2 separate regions of the Rattus norvegicus genome follow, and region 2 is linked to region 1. Evidence: chromatin contacts called from public Hi-C data. All regions are on one chromosome and are shown on one strand. Each heading gives the region's core, a stretch centred on a gene start, on an enhancer-like site or on the middle of the called end of the contact. The rest is flanking DNA. Distances are from core to core; before and after follow the strand shown. Region 1 holds the start of LOC134485690 (CRACD-like protein). Region 2 holds the start of Eif4e (eukaryotic translation initiation factor 4E).

The links. A called contact is a pair of places that touch in the nucleus more often than the background predicts.
Region 2: a Hi-C map of frontal cortex shows a contact between it and region 1, with 1.7 times the contacts expected there. The contact joins the promoter of Eif4e here to the promoter of LOC134485690 in region 1. A contact is called at or near these places in 1 of 12 Hi-C or Micro-C datasets (frontal cortex) and 1 of 1 datasets of contacts at active chromatin or transcription factors (oligodendrocytes).

Annotation. Positions count from the first base shown.
Region 1 is chr2:229,966,236-229,968,935 of GRCr8, forward strand. It overlaps LOC134485690 (CRACD-like protein), which reads right to left and starts at 1,334. Exons shown (of 3, transcript XM_063282750.1): 1 at 333-1,334. The coding sequence starts at 1,334. The coding sequence ends at 759. It overlaps Tspan5 (tetraspanin 5), which reads left to right and starts at 1,341. Exons shown (of 8, transcript NM_001004090.2): 1 at 1,341-1,426. The coding sequence starts at 1,346.
Region 2 is chr2:229,739,365-229,742,064 of GRCr8, forward strand. Eif4e (eukaryotic translation initiation factor 4E) reads left to right here and starts at 1,389. Exons shown (of 7, transcript NM_053974.2): 1 at 1,389-1,419. The coding sequence starts at 1,402. It overlaps Mir1956 (microRNA 1956), which reads left to right and starts at 531; the gene lies at 531-593.

The DNA.
Region 1 (2,700 bases), core at 84-2,583:
CCCTGGTGCCCGTTTCCCTGCACTTGTGCAAAGTGCCCGAAGAATATACACACATAACTGCTAGGTACATGTGCTCCCCCCCCCCCCCCCCCGCCTTCTCAAAGTTTCCTCCCTCTAAGTTCTGTTCTCTCCCAGAGGTTGAAGTGCTCTGTATCTACAAACCCAATTGGCATTTCCCAGAGGAAGACAGTCCTGTATGTAACTCCTGGATCGCTTCCTCAGTTAGAAAGCAGTTATATTCCTTAGACAATATCCATCAACGGTGGGAAGAAGTTCGTGCTCTGGATGAGAACCTGGGTCAGGACTCCTCTGGGCCAGTTCCCCTTTCTCACCTCCATTTGCAGGATGAGGTTCATTTCTTTGGCCGTTGGGAAGAGTGGGTTGGTCTTGGAGGGATTGAGAGTATCCTTTGAGATGCCCACTCCCCAATTCTCTCTTCTTTAACGGCCTAGATCCATCTTGAACACCTCAACAAAGCCCACCCGCGACACTCTACTCTGCTGTTGGGTGGCAAGGCGTCCGCTCTTCCTCATAGTGCAGCAGCAGCAGGAGGAGGAGGAGGTCGGTGTGGTTAGATAGCTAGAGGACCCTGTCTCTGTGTGTCTGTGTGAGCGCGCGTGTGTGTTAGGAGGCGGGCGCTCACCCAGTCCTCATACCCCGAAGCCACTCTCTTTTTAAGGGTCCCTCCAGAGCTGCTGGTGGCCGAGAAAAGGATCCGTAGCTCATCCACCAGGGTCGGTCCTTCTACCCTGGCTCCTCTAAATCAGCGCGCTGAGGGGTGCTCCCTTGTCTCTCCCGGCGGCTAGAGGATCGGGAAGAAGGGGCGGGGAGCAAGGAGGCGAAGAAACAGAGGGACACGCGGACCGCGACAGAGGTGGCGCGGCTGCGTCGTGCGGCCGCCTCTCGGGAGCTCCCGAGCACGAGTCGAGCGCGCGCGCGCCTCGCCGACCCAGGCGCCGGGCGGAGCTGCGGGCCGGGGCGGGCGGAGCGAGCGGCGGGAGGAGCGAGCGGTGGGAGGCGCGCGAGCGGGCGGCGGGCAGCGTCTCCGCCGGCATCTGCGCGGCCGCCTTTGCCCGGAGCCCGGGGACCGAGCGCCGGACCCGCCGCCTGGCGCACGGACGCGGAGCTCCCGCTTTGTGCTCCGCGCCGGTTCGACGAGCATTCCCGGAGGCTGCGGCCACCGCGCCCCGGCGGCCTCGGAGGCCCGCGGCTGGAGGTGCCGGAGCCGCTCGGTCCGCGCGGCTGAGCCCCGCGTGCCCCACTGCTCGCCGGGCTGCTCCGAGCCGCGGTGCTCCGGGGCTCCAAACTCGGGCTGGCGGGGCAAGTGTCTTCATGAACCCAGAGGATGTCCGGGAAGCACTACAAGGGTCCTGAAGTCAGTTGTTGCATCAAATACTTCATTTTTGGCTTCAATGTCATATTTTGGGTAAGTTGGAGCGCTCCTGGGCTTCCAAGTGTTGTGGAGGGTGGGTGGGCGACGGTCCCTCGCCGCGGTCGCTGCCTTTACTTTTCGCCGCCCCCGGGGCGCCTGCCCCAGTCGCGGCGAGAGGCGTCTACCTTCCGCCTTCCCGGCTCGAGCATGGGAGAGAAAAACACTTCATCCTTTCCAGGACCGGGAGGAGGTGAAAAGAGGAACCGAGCCGGGCAGGGGGCAGCCAGGCCTTAGGGTGGCATTTTTCTTTCTTTTCTTTCTTTTTTTTTCGGGGGTGTGTGTGTGGGGCGAATAGCTTGGGTACAGATGGGAGGACGGCTCGGCAGTTTGAGAAACGAGGGAGCACACGGATTAGATTTGCTTCCCGTGGGATCTGGATGTTGGGCAGAGCGTGGTGTCATAATGGGGCAGGCTAATCGGGCAGAGCCGACCCCGAGATCCACCTTCCAGAGCCGATCTGATTGGCCGAGGGCTTGGCTCGGTGTTGCCGCGGCTGGTCTGTGCCGTGCTCAGCGTGTATCTCCTTGCACCATCTCCGGCTTTGTGTAGGATGCAGATGCCGTGGTGTGTGGCTCTGTAATGTGCACGTAAATAACACGTCCTGCATGCTCCTCTCCGGCAGTAAAGCGCTCCCTTTGCATAATGGGCTGGCCAAGTGGGCGTGAGGGGTGGAGGGATTTATTTCTCTGTGTATCCTTGTGGAATAACTAGTCATCAGTCAACATATGTTTCGGCGTGCGTGTGCCTCACGTCTTCCCTCTTTAAAGGGGTGACACACAGCGGGCCGGGTTTTAGGAACCCTCGGAGACATGCAAAGGAGAGAAGGTGTGGAAGACCTGTTTTACTGGCTAAGCAGGTGAGCCGCTGCTTGCACACCGGCTTCAAACCGTGCTCTGCTTGGCACTGCCTTGTGCGGGGCGCCTATTGTAATCAGGTTGGGACCCTACTCTTTTGTTTTGGTTCTTTACTGCGACCTTACAAACGTGTTCAGCAACCAGACAAAGAGTTCTCTAGGACAAGGGGGGAAATGGTTCGTTGGTTGGTTGGTTGGCACTGGTTGGCAGACCATGTTATTTTTCAGCCCACCTCTTCCCATCCGGTCGCCTTCCTCCCTGGCACCCCTCTCTCCGTGGGAGGTAAAGATGGTGGCCGTCCGTGGGGGATATCCCCAAGTTTCTGCGAGGTAAACAAATGATCCAGTGGTCTGAATCCAGAACGTTTTAATCTGGACTCCCCTTAATTGTGGCTGTTTGCCGTAGACACACACA
Region 2 (2,700 bases), core at 139-2,638, 230 kb before region 1:
TTGGTGTACGTAACAAAGTAAACAAAAGAAAAATTTAAAACATTGTTAAGGGTTGGGGATATAACTCAGTTGGTAGAGTGCTTATTTAGCACTCCGAAGCCCCGAGTTCCATCCCTCTCAGCAAAAAAGGGCTCTCCCCGCCCCCACTACCAGCACGTGCCAGTAATCCCAGTACTTTGACAGGGAGGTGGAGGCAGGAGGATCAACAGTTCAAGACCATCCTCCCCTACATCTTAAGTTCAAAGCCACCGTGCGCTACAGGAGACCCAGGGTCAAGAAAAAAAATTGTTAAAACAGCAGCGGAGGCGGAGGCAGCCGGTGCTTAGAAGGCACGCGCTTGCTTCTAGATTCCGAAGCGTTTTCAAAGCTGGTTACAGTCCTTACCACAGCACACCCTTGTGAGGTAAGTGTATTATCATCTTTGGTTCATAAATGAAAAAGCTGAGGCGCTGAGTGATTAAGTCACTCGCCTAAGGAGCATGAGTCAACGTCAAGAGTCATAGTTGACCCGGCTTAACGACTCCTGACCCTCAGTCCAGGGCTGAGTCAGCGGAGCCCGGAGTGGCTTCCCTGGCTGGCACCTGGACGTAGGCTATTTCCGTTCACGTCCAAGCAGAATACTGGAACCGATTGGACAGAACTTTCCAAACTTTTTACGTCCAGCAAGATTCACCCCTGACGCCTTCATCTCAGGACTGGGAACAGGAAAAGCCGACGCGTGCACTCCCCTTCCCCAAGCGTGTGAGTGGGTACCGTGGGCAAGCCCGCCCACCCGCTTGGGCAGCGATGGCAGCAAGGGACCACCCGCGTTAGTGGACCGGGGACGGGGGAACGCAGACCTCATCAACGACTCTCCATCGCCGCCTCTTTCTGAAACCAAGAGAAAATGGTGGGAGGCGAAAAGAAAACTAAATAAAAACACAAGCAACTTGTCTTAGGACCTCAGCTAAGCAAATGAAGCCTTCTTGCGTGTGCTGAGCCTGCAGTTCTCAACCTTCTAGGAAAGATGGGAGGACTGGGCGACAGAGGGCACAGCAGGAATGCCCAGCAGTGAGAGCAACCGGAGCTCTGCCCGCTGCACCGCAGAGGCCTAAAACCTACTCTGCAGGAAGTGCGGGCGGCGCTGGGAGCCGCGCACCCTCGCCAGCGACCACGTGATCACTTTTTTTTTTTTTTGGGAGAAAAAACTTCCTTGCCTTAAGAGAAAAAAAAAAAAAAAAAAAGAGACTCCACTTCCCAGAAGCCTCTTGTTCCCCAAGCAGCTGCAGTCTTGCGCAGGCGCCGCCAGGGCCAAACGGACACGTCCGTCACGTGGGCAGGAGCCGGCCAATCCGGTTTGAATCTCATTTTTTTCCTCTCGCCCCCCCTTCAGGAGCGGTTGTGCGATCAGATCGATCTAAGATGGCGACTGTGGAACCGGTGAGTATTGCCTTCGGCCCCCACCCCCGAGGTCCCCGCGCTCTGGCTTCCTCCGCTCAGGGACTGTCCGCAGGACGGCGTTCCCGGCGCGCACAGCGCCTCCGGCCGCGTCCTGCCCCTTTCCCACCGGCCTGACCTTCCGCGGGCAGCCTCGGCGCCGGGAGGCTGGCGGCGGCAGCGTGGAGCGCACACGCCGTGTGGGGGCCCGGGCACCGGGTCGGTGGGGGAGGGGCGCCGCGCGGCCCTGCGGTGCGGCCGGCGGAGGGCGGCTCGGGCCGCCAGCGCGGGATCGGTCTGGGGTCCCGGTGGGCGTGGGGCGGGCGGCTCCTAGCGGGCACCGTGGTTGGCGGGGCGGGTGGGCGGCGAGCTGGCCTGAAAGAGTCAGAGGGAGCCTGAGGCAGCGGCGCCTCGCCGTCGCCCGCGCCCCGCCGCCGGGGTCCTCGTGCGGGCCGCGCTCTCAAGCTGTGGAGGAGGGTGGGTTGGCGGAGCCGGTGGGCGCGCGGGGCCGGGCGGGCGGGGCGCGGCAAGAAGGGGAGCGCGTCCCGCGGGGAGCTGGGGGCTGTGGCGTTGAGTGGAGAGCACGCCCAGGGGTCGTGTCGCGCACCTCCGGGGGCCGGGGAAGGGGGCCGGCCGAGAAGGTGATCACATTGTCCTGGCCCCTCCACGCCGGGACTGGGCTGTCATGGAGGAGGGAAGGGGGAGGAGCGAGGCCTACAGTTCGCTCCAGCGGGTCGGCTGGCCGTAGACCTGCATTTCACACGCGCCGGGCTTCCATTCATTCATCCTCCCGGCGCAGTGCGCACGCCTCCGAGGACCGTGTAGATTCTTCTACTCTTACGCGAGGAGATCGTCTGGGAGATACTCAAGGAACACTAATTTTGGAAATAGGAACTTTGGAGATTATCTTTTCTTTAATTAAAGGAAGGAAAATTAAGCGTGGGGGCAGCGGCGCGAGCCAGGGCTTGAGTGTGAAGGTCAGAGGGCAGCTTTTGGAGTCCTGAGAATCGAAATTCAGGAGCCTTTTCCGAACCATCACTTAAGCGCCTCAACATCTGCTTTTCCACTGATGATTCCTCCTCACTCTACACTGCTTCCCTCTTAATTAAAGCGCTATTTTGAAGTTAATTGAAGCAAGATGCACAGAGAGCATCACGTAGGTAAACCCGGTAGCCAGAAGGTGGTGATTTTTTTTGTTGTTGTTTTTGTTGTGGTTTGGGTTTGCCGGCAGCTGGCTCACTGGTCTTCCATCCCAGATTTTTAAAGAATGTCACACCTGTGTGA